Linked DNA regions of Oryctolagus cuniculus: region 1 is linked to region 2. The links are chromatin contacts, called in public Hi-C maps. All regions are on one chromosome and are shown on one strand. The core of a region is the stretch at or near the end of the contact, and the rest is flanking DNA. Distances in the headings are between cores, read along the strand shown.

Evidence for each region. Hi-C and Micro-C count contacts between places; a contact is called where the count stands out from the background.
Region 1: a contact with region 2 is called in a Hi-C map of embryonic fibroblasts, with 2.2 times the contacts expected there. The contact joins the promoter of SIPA1L3 here to the enhancer-like site in region 2. A contact is called at or near these places in 3 of 6 Hi-C or Micro-C datasets (ear pinna, embryonic fibroblasts and psoas muscle).

The regions. Positions count from the first base shown.
Region 1 is chr18:16,611,928-16,616,787 of mOryCun1.1, reverse strand. It overlaps SIPA1L3 (signal induced proliferation associated 1 like 3), which reads left to right and starts at 3,199. Exons shown (of 22, transcript XM_008257242.4): 1 at 3,199-3,431. WDR87 (WD repeat domain 87) reads right to left here and starts at 3,179. Exons shown (of 5, transcript XM_070062252.1): 1 at 2,581-3,179. The coding sequence starts at 2,907.
Region 2 is chr18:16,547,502-16,552,456 of mOryCun1.1, reverse strand. The region is part of intron 1 of SIPA1L3 (signal induced proliferation associated 1 like 3); the gene reads left to right. Among named protein-coding and RNA genes, the nearest start is that of SIPA1L3, 64 kb to the left of the region's middle. Within about 2 kb of position 1,421, at least 1 of the 8 cell types and tissues checked has an H3K27ac peak or open chromatin away from gene starts, as enhancers often do. A contact at or near this core is called in ear pinna, where this site is marked.

The DNA.
Region 1 (4,860 bases), core at 1,950-4,449, 63 kb before region 2:
TAAAACTATTCAAAACATAGTGAGTGACATGTAAGGAAAAGAATGTCACCTTTTCACATCAGGCCTCCTGTCTCCCATTCACAGGTGTGACTCTGATTCTCTAAAAGTGTTCTGTACATATACAAGCATGTATATATATTTTTCATATACAAATTATATATACACTGTTCTGCATCTTTTCCTCTCAATATATCTTAAAGATCAGTTCAAATTAATACCTGTAGCTCTGCCTGCAGGGTATGCCACTGTGTGGCTGAACTGTCATTTATTTATCCAAATTTCTTTTCTTTTTTCTTTTTTTGACAGGCAGAGTGGACTGTGAGAGAAAGAGACAGAGAGAAAGGTCTTCCTTTTCTGTTGGTTCACCCCCTAATGGCCGCTGCGGCCAGCGCGCTGCGGCCGGTGCACAGTGCTGATCTGAAGCCAGGAGCCAGGTGCTTCTCCTGGTCTCCCATGCGGGTGCAGGGCCCAAGCACTTGGGCCATCCTCCATTACACTCCCTGGCCACAGCAGAGAGCTGGCCTGGAAGAGGAGCAACCGGGACAGAATCCGGCGCCCCGACCGGGACTAGAACCCGGGGTGCCGGCGCTGCAGGCAGAGGATTAGCCTAGTGAGCCGCGGCGCCGGCCCCAAATTTCTATTAATGGATATTGAAGAATTTTGCTACTACAACCAATGCCACAAGTGAATATCTCTATTAATGCTTCATTGAGTTTTAACAAGTTGTAAAACTGAAGTAATAAAAACATTTTTTCCATTAAATATAACTTGGATTATGCTAACTGACAAACTTACATGTTCCAGAACTCAACGACTTCTGAGAATAACTGACCATGCAGGGGACAGAGCCCTTGGTGGTGACTGAGACTACTCCAGCTCATAAAGCAAATTTATTTGATAAAATAGACCAGAGACTTTCGGACCAGGACAGGCAGAGCCTTTGCCCCTAGTAAGCAGGAAGCAGCTATAGAAGATATGATTTTATGCCCTTCAGCGTCTGTTAAGATTAAGGTCTGGAGTTTGGGGGGGGGGGGAGAATGATATAGGCAGGCAGATAGGATCAAATTGATTAGATTTGTGAGCTAGAAGACCACGCCCTCCACTATGTCCCCTGTGTGATCTCAGGCCCCTACCTGACCCTACCTATGCACACACCTGCCAGACTACATAACCACTCCCCTTTGGGGAGTGAATAAAAGGCCTGGCCCGTGGTGGGCCCTGCTCTTTTTGTTGTCCTTGTTGTGCACTCTTGTTGCCCCCTGGTTGCACCGCGCCTCTGGGCTCCAGCCCTGCCTCTGCTTCCTGTCTGCATGCTCGCTCCACGTGGCTCCTGGCTTGCTCTCTACCTGGTATGGACGCAACTGCAACTTAGCTTCTACACTTCTTTCTCCCCTAATTAAAGCCCTCACTTTCCAATGCATTTCTCTCACTGAATACAAATGCTTAACAACTTAAAAAAATAAATATAGCTTGGAATAATATTTTGGATGGATGAGTATTTGGGTTAAATAATCAAAATTAACTTCACCTGTTTTGTGTGTGTTTAAACGCTAAAGCTGCTCATGTGACTTGTATTTTTACCAGATAGCCTCTTCCAGCTCATTGCTGTCTAGTGGGGGCCTGATACCCTGCTGGACTGAGAACCTCCGAGCGTTAGGACCCCCCTCTGTTTAATTTCTCCTGTGTCTTTTTTTTTTATTATTTTTATTTATTTATTTTTTTTGACAGGCAGAGTGGACAGTGAGAGAGAGAGAGACAGAGAGAAAGGTCTTCCTTTGCCGTTGGTTCACCCTCCAATGGCTGCCGCGGCCAGCGCGATGCGACCGGCGCACCGCGCTGATCCGATGGCAGGAGCCAGGATCCAGGTGCTTTTCCTGGTCTCCCATGGGGTGCAGGGCCCAAGCACCTGGGCCATCCTCCACTGCACTCCCGGGCCACAGCAGAGGGCTGGCCTGGAAGAGGGGCAACCGGGACAGAATCCGGCGCCCCGACCGGGACTAGAACCCGGTGTGCCGGCGCCGCTAGGCGGAGGATTAGCCTAGTGAGCCGCGGCGCCGGCCTCTCCTGTGTCTTAATAATCACCCAACTTGGCATAGGCCAGGGACTTAATGCATGCTTGTTGAAAACGAGGGCAAAGGAATGACCTGCTGCCCCTCGCCCAGGAAGAGGGAATGTGTGCTTCACAGCTTCTTATTTCCTGGAAGACGTGGCCTGAAGCAGAAAGGGTACTGCCCAGAGAACCTTGCAGTTCCAGTCAGTTCCTCAGTAACCCTCATGGAGGAGGAATGGCAGTATCCATCAATTAAAAAAAAAAAAAAAAAAAGCTGGACACTTGTGTCCGCAGGTGGAATAAATCCGGATCCCCTTTCCTGGCTGTAGGTACTCAGCAAGCACTAGTTACCCTCCAAGTGTGTGATCAGCGAAGGAACGCCCTGCTCGTGGGATTCGGGCTCCCGGGGAAGCCGGAGCTCTGCCGTGGCCCCGGCAGGGCAAGGACGACCAGACCCGGCTCCCTTCACAGCCGGGGGGCGCCCCAGACCCGCGCGTGGGCCGGAGGGTGGGCGGGGCCGCGCCGTTTACCTGCGGCCGGATTCCCCGCAAGAGCCGGGCGCAGTGTGCGAGGCGGCACTCAGGAGCTCCTACGTGCAACAGACCTGGAGGGAGTGCCTGAGAGGCTACCTCGGGGATGCCGCGGAACGACTCCGAGAGAGCGGTTAGTCGCCCAACGCCGCGCTGGGCCGACTGACCAAGACGACGGGAGCGAGCGCGCGTGCGCGCCCGGCGCGAGACCCCGCCAAGCGCGCGCGAGCGTTCGAAAGAAAGGAAAAAAAAAAAAGCCTTTCCCGTGGGGGCCCGCGGAAATTTAGGCCGGAGTCGGCTGGCGAGCGCGCGTGCATGAACGCGCATCGACGCCCTCTGCCGCTCTTCTCCGCGGGGAATCGACCGCACTGCTCTGCTACCCCCGTCTCTCCCGAGGCTCTTGCTCTCGGGGTAACTAACTCACAGAGAGGAAGGGAGAAGGCCTACCTAAAGAAGGAAAGAGACGGAGAGGAAAAAGGAGAAACCACCCCGGTGGCGTGAGGAGCCAGGTTCCTGGACTGGAGCCTGCACAAGACACGCCCCCATTCCTCACGCCCCTCGGGGCTGCGGAAGTGCTCTGGAGCGGCAAGGAAGGCGACAGACTACCGTTCCCAGAAGGCGGTGCGGTGGTACGCCTACAACTCCCGGCAGCACTTGCGCACCAGGCGCTGTTCAATTCGCGGCCTCTGAGGGCGAAACTACAGTTCCCAGGAGGCTTCGCGCGAAGCGGCTTGGAAGTGGGCAGCCTGGAAGTCACTCGGGCCACCGGAGCTGGCGGCGTCTCCAGCGAGCAGCGCGGGGCCGGACGCCGCGGTTGTGAGGCCCGCAGGGCACGCAGCGGGGACGCCCAGGTATGTGGCTCCAGGTGCTGGAGCGGCCTCGCGAAAGGGTGGCGAGGAATAGGTGGCTGCTTGGACCCTGAGGGTCAGCGCGGGCGGGCGACCAGGCGGACGGCCGGGTGTGGGTACCGGGTGTTGGGGGGCGGCGGCGCCGGGATTCACGCCCTCCGGACCCGGCCGGACTAGTGCCCCTATGGCTCAACTTTCCAGACGTGCAACCTGGCGCCGCAGGGAAGAGCCTGGAGTCAGGGGGCGGTGGGTTCGCATCCCGGCTCTGCTGCTCGGGAGCTGCGACCGCGCTGAACCTCAGTTTTCCCTTTGCTAAAACGGGGAAGGAGAGTGATGGTCTTCTGCCTGGGATTCTGTTGAAATGTGGAGATCCGACAGAGCATATGGCACATACAAGGCACTTATTATGGGTTGGCTTTATTGTCAGCTCCCGGAGAAAGGGGGTGACGATACCGATTGCATAGGGTGGACGGTTAGGTGAGCCGTGTGTATTGTAAAGAGCCAAGTTCGTAGTTAGCACTCACTGCAGGGTAGCTGCCTGAGTCGACAGAGCTTTGGTTTGGGAGGCAGAGACCCAGTTCAAATTTAGGCTCTGGCATTTAGCAGCTGTGTGACCCTGCGCAGCTGACTGCACTTCTCTGTGCCTCGCTTTCTCTGCCTCTGTAACATAGGGGCTTTAAAATAGCAGCCACCGCAGCGTGCTCGGAGGATGTAGTGAGGAGACTACGTGTAAAGTGCTGAGCACAGCAGCGGGCATAATAGCGCTCAGCAAATGGTACAATTTATTCCGCGTTTTCCCGGCGCCCCGCAGACCCTCCGCGGGTGGAACGCTGGTTGGAGTCTTGGTGTCCCCAAAGGACCGGACTCAACTGGTCCCTTTGGCTTCCCCTCCTGCAGCCTGAAGTTCCTCATTTATAAAATGAGATAACGCATCACCCTCGGAAGGTTGTGGGATTTGCCGGGATTGTGTTCCTACTCCAGAGGCAGCTCTTCTGTAGGGGCATTGCGATCGTTCTGTGGTATTCTCCATCTGGCCCAGGCTCTGCCTGACCGTGGGCTGGGACGTGACAGCCCTGAGCTCCCCCACACGTTTGCTCCCAACCTCAGTGTCCCCATCTGTGAAATGGTAGTCGGAGGACTTGCATGCCAGCGTTGTTTGGATGATTCCAGGAGGTCGTTCTTGTTTAGCACTGAGCACGGGCCTGACACCGGGTAATTTTTGAAATGTTGTAAGTGTGCCTTTGTGTGATGGGCCTTTTTCTGCTTCTGTTTGCACCTACAGTGCCCAGTGGGGACAAGGTTAATGTTGCCCCCTCCCCCAATTCTTACTCATCACCAGTTAAATTTGGGAACAGTGGAAGGGCCCAAGGAGAGGAGATGCTGACCTGCTGTCAGCCCCCCACCCCCAGCCCCACGCCCCGTCCCTTCCACA
Region 2 (4,955 bases), core at 172-2,671:
AGTTTTTATGGTGGTCAAGCGGGCTTCGGTTTGGGGCTGTGTGCAGCTGGTAGTTACTTTCTGCCCTGGAATTTCCTGAAAAGAAACCCTGGAGACAATACCAGCATCAAGGTGTTATCTACTGGACAAGCAAATGCTCTCCAGAGTCAGGTGGTCAGAACCTGGAGGGCTGGCTATACCTCTCCCTCAGTCCAGTGAGCTAATTTTAGTAAGTGGTTGATTGGCTATCAAAAAGACAGGGCGGGAAACTTGAGGCTGAGGGAGGGAGGCCAGGAGATTGGATCCTGATGGTATCTAGCACCAAGTCCGGGCTCAGGTTTCGACTCGGGCTTCAGCACCGGCTTTCCCCACCTTACCACTCTGGCAAATGACCTATCTGGGCCTTGCCTACTGGGAATAATGGTTCTTTAACTCAGAAAAGTGTGTGTTGGACAGGCCGTCGAAGCACGTTGCCCTCTGACCTTAAGCCACAGTGAGATGGGCTTCTCTTTCATTGCTTGTGAACAGTTAAGATGTTTTTGGATTTAACTCCTGTTTCCCCACATCAGCCTAGCCTGGTTCTTGCTTAGGAGCCTGCTGGCTGGCAGGAGGCCCAGGTTTAGATGCCAGAAGGCAGCCCTGCTTCTTGAGGGGGGCCAGGCTATTTGAAGTCAAGAAGCTGAGACTTGTCAGCATATTTGTCGTCCAGGATGGGAGACTGTGGAGCCCCGCAGTGGTGGCTGCTCTGCCGGCTCCTCCAGGGCAGCATCTGTGATCTCCACACCGGCTGCCTGCAGGTGGAATCAGGTGGGGAATGTAGAAACCTGCCTAGGCCTGGTTGCCCCTTCCCCCTCTTCCTGTGTGAAAGTCCCAAGGCCCAGATGAGGGATTGTTTTCATAGCTTCCTAATGCGCCTTCAGGGTTTCCAGCGAGGGAGGGGCCCTGAGAATCCTCTGTGGAGTCTTAGTAAGATACAGATGCTGATGAGCAAGTCTGAGGAGGGGCTGCTTTCCCATTGAGCCCCCAAGTGCTGCTTCTCCCCAGGCAACAACTTTGAGAGTCCTGGGCCTAGCAACCTGCTTTCCAGCTGCGCAGAATCTCACAGATCTGTGTTGTTGCTTGATTGCCCATTAGAATGTGAGAGCTTAGACCTACTGACCTTGAAGGCCAGAACCTTCTATGTTGTTGGCTGTTGTCTTGTGCATTGTGAGATGTTAGTAGCATCTCTGGCCCCTACCTATAGAGCCAATAGTAGCACCCCTCCCTCCCTCCATGTGAGAATCAGAAATACCTGGATTGCAAAGTTGCCCCCAGCTGAAACCTGCCCTTAACTTTACGTGCCTGGGACTCCCTGGGCCAGCTGGTTTCCTGGAGGCCCCACAGCCACAGTCACAGCTGTGTTGGTTCTAGGCGGGGCTCCAGAGGTGAAAATAAGCCCTGATGGGCCTCCTGTTTGCTGCTGTTTAACACCCACTGGCCCAGGGCCTTTACTGCCCTGTAAATGGTGGGTGGGGCAGGACGAGCAAGTGGGGAAAGGATAATAAATTGTGCTGGGAGAATGAAGTCACTGTAGATTCTCCTCTTAGTAACAGCAGAGAAATGTCCAAGCTTGGTGATGCCATCTCTTTCGGAAACTGTTCCAAGTTCACCCACTTCCTCCCTCCCGGCGGTGGTCCTGTCTCTGCTCCTGTGCCTTTGGACTGTGGCAGCAGCCTCTCACTGTCCCCCTGTTCCTGCCACACGCCAACAGTCTGCCCTGTACCCTGGGTAGCCAGGGGGAGGCTGTGGGCACCTGAGTTAGATCCTTTCCCTCCCCTGCTCAGCATCCTGGCTCCTTCTTAATCAGGAGAAAAGTGACAAGTCCTCTCCGTGGGCCACAGGGCACCGTGGTCTGTGCACGTCACCTCTCTGCCTTCAGTTTCCACCACCTCCTCCGTGTTGGCCTCTTAATGTCCCCCAGAACACACCAGGCACACTTGCTCTCCACAGCCTTTGTGCAGGGTGTTCCCCTGCCCCTTGCCCTAGCCTACGTGTTCTCTGAGCTGGCTCCTGCTCCCTCAGGTCTCCCTGTGCTTAGAAGTCACCCTCCCAGTAAGGCCTTTACTTCTTACCTACATTTGTTGGTCATGTCCCCTCCCCGAGCCCTAATAGATCAGAGACTCAATCTTTTCCACGTTTCCCCTAGAACAGTGTCTGCCGTGGAATCCGCACTCCCTTGATGTTTGGTGAATGCATAATGGGTAAACCATTGCTAAAGTACTTCTTTGTGCCTGGCCTCTACGTCCTCTGCTGAGCCCTGCAGACTTGATGAGGCAGGTACTGTCTTGAGCTCCATTTTACAGATGAAGAAGTAGAGGTTCTGACCGAGAAAGTCACTGCTCAGGGTGTCCGCGGGCGAGGACAGCCCCAAGATGCGTGCCTGGCCTGGCCTGGCCTGCCCCCTGAGGAATTCTGTAACTTACACCTAAGGCGTCATGCAGCTTGTCAGAGTGGCGCACTCAGTGTGGTGCTGTGGCCTTTGGAGAAGAGAGGAATTGGGGCTCTGTTGCTTGGAAAGCTAACTGTGTGAAGCACCCACCTGGATTTTTTTTTTTTTGCCTGGCATTACCCAAGAGTTTGTTCAAGGTTCTGTACGGCAGGGTCAGGGAGCCGCCTACTCCAGTATTTCCTCAGTGGAGTTCTGGAATGGGGTCAACTTGTGTTTCTGTCTCTTTTCCCCCTCCAGTCCTCTGGTTGCTGAACCAACCTTAGCATATTTCTAAGTCTTTTTTTTTTTTTTTTTTTTTTTTGACAGGCAGATTGAGAGAGACAGAGAGAAAGGTCTTCCTTCTGTTGGTTCACTCCCCAAATGGCCACTATGGCCGGCGCGCTGCGCTGATCCGAAGCCAGGAGCCAGATGCTTCCTCCTGGTCTCCCATGCGGGTGCAGGGCCCAAGCACTTGGGCCATCCTTCACTGCCTTCCCAGGCCACAGCAGAGAGCTGGACTGGAAGAACAACCGGGACAGGACCAGTGCCCCAACCAGGACTAGAATCCGGGGTGCTGGCGCCACAGGCGGAGGATTAGCCTAGTGAGCCGCGGCACCAGCCTCTTGAGTCATTTTATAGCCACACCTTGATGTCTCGGCCTAAGCGGACTAGATCATGAGGGCTGGGATTGAGCTTCTTTGGGTCTCTTTTAGGTCTGGCAGGTGGTATGTGTTCTTATTAAACAGGTTCGGAAACCTGAGTCCATTCACTGATTACGTATTTGGGTGCCTCTTACATGTCAGTCCTGCCTTGGGAATCTAAGGGGAAAGTGGCAAATGAGACAGTTTCGGTGATGGGGCTAACATTTGTGAGACTGTGGCTGGTGGCAGCTCCTGTGGGGTGTGGAACATCAGGTTTGCCTCCATGGAGCTCTGTTCTGGCCAGGGTTGGAGACCGGGAATAAACCTACAGCCAAATGGCTACAAGTGGATTGTGACTACCGTGCTGCACAGCTGTCTGGTGGGGTCGGGGCTTCTTTAAGAGTCAGCTCTTCCCTGACATGTCGCTGGGGGGTTCATCACAGGCCTCAGGGGCCTGGTGAATGTCTGTGTGCACCACACAGAGGATGTGAGATTTTTTTTTTTTTAAGATTTATTTATTTATTTGAAAGGCAGAGTTACACAGAGAGAGATGGAGAGGCAGAGAGAGAGAGAGAGGTCTTCAGTTTGCTAGTTTACTCCCCAGATGGCCGCAGCGGCTGGAGCTGCAGTGATCAGGTGCCAGGAGCTTCTTCCGGGCGGGAATCCCATGTGAGTGCAGGGGCCCAAGGACTTGGGCCATCTTCTGCTGCTTTCCCAGGCCATAGCAGAGAGCTGGATTGGAAATAGAGCAACCAGGACTCAAACCGGTGCCCATGTGGGATGCCGGCACTGCAGGTGGTGGCTTTACCCGCTATGCCACAATGCCAGCCCCGTGTATGTTTAATTGGACCACTAGGACCAATAATAGCAAACGTTTTTAAGTGCCAGTGTTTTTAATCTTTTTTAGTCTCCACAACAACACTGTGGCATCGGTGTTTGTTATCCCCATTTCCAGATGAGGAAAGTAATGCAGAGAGGGAAGTAACTTGTCCAGTGTCCCACAGCTAAGTAAGGCCATCTGGCTTCAAAGTCTGTGTTCTTAAGCTCTGTGGATACATTGGGCAGTTGGACACAGAAGGAAGGTCCTGCCAGCATGGAAGGAAATAGACCTTTCAATTCCAGGGGCTCAGAGGGCTCACTCCCCACACCCCCAGAGCAAAGGCCATGGAGAAAAAAACCCACTGGCAGGGAGAAAACTGTGTCACTGCTTAGCCACCCATGGCCTGGCTTCTGGACCCAACCTGCTCGTAGTCCGGTGGCCTGTTAAGCAGATAGCTGTGTGAGGAGCACACAGAGTGGCAGTGACCAGGAAGTGTGTGTGTGTCCTGTACAGTTGGCCAGGGTTCTGTGCTGTCCTGTTGGCAAAGACGACCCTCCACCCTGACTCTCCTTAGGAGCTTTTTGGGAACAGGGTGGAGATTTGAGATGTTTGGAATTTGGATGTGAGACTATGGAGCCCTGTAATTAATAGCTCTGGGGTCACACTGTAGGCAGCTGTGTCCTGGCTCCACCCTGTGTGACCTTGGACAGGTCACTTGCCTTCTCTGAGCCTCAGGCTGTCCATTTTAAAATGCCTACCTCATTGAATTCTGGGAGTTGGAGATGCAAGTCGTAATTCTATGAGGTCATATCATGTAATTGGTCACTCTAGAGCAGGGGTGGGGAGCATCCAGCCTGTGGGCCATATAGGGCACCCCGACTCCTCTGGTCTGCCAAGGTAACCACAAGCAGGACTCGAAAGTCAATAAATCTATAGCAGGACAATTTTTAAGTTGATAATTTTGTGTGGCTCATGGATGCGGCTGTACATACCCAAACGGCCCTTGGCAGAGAAAAGATTCAAGGGTCCCCGGCCCTGCCTAGAATGC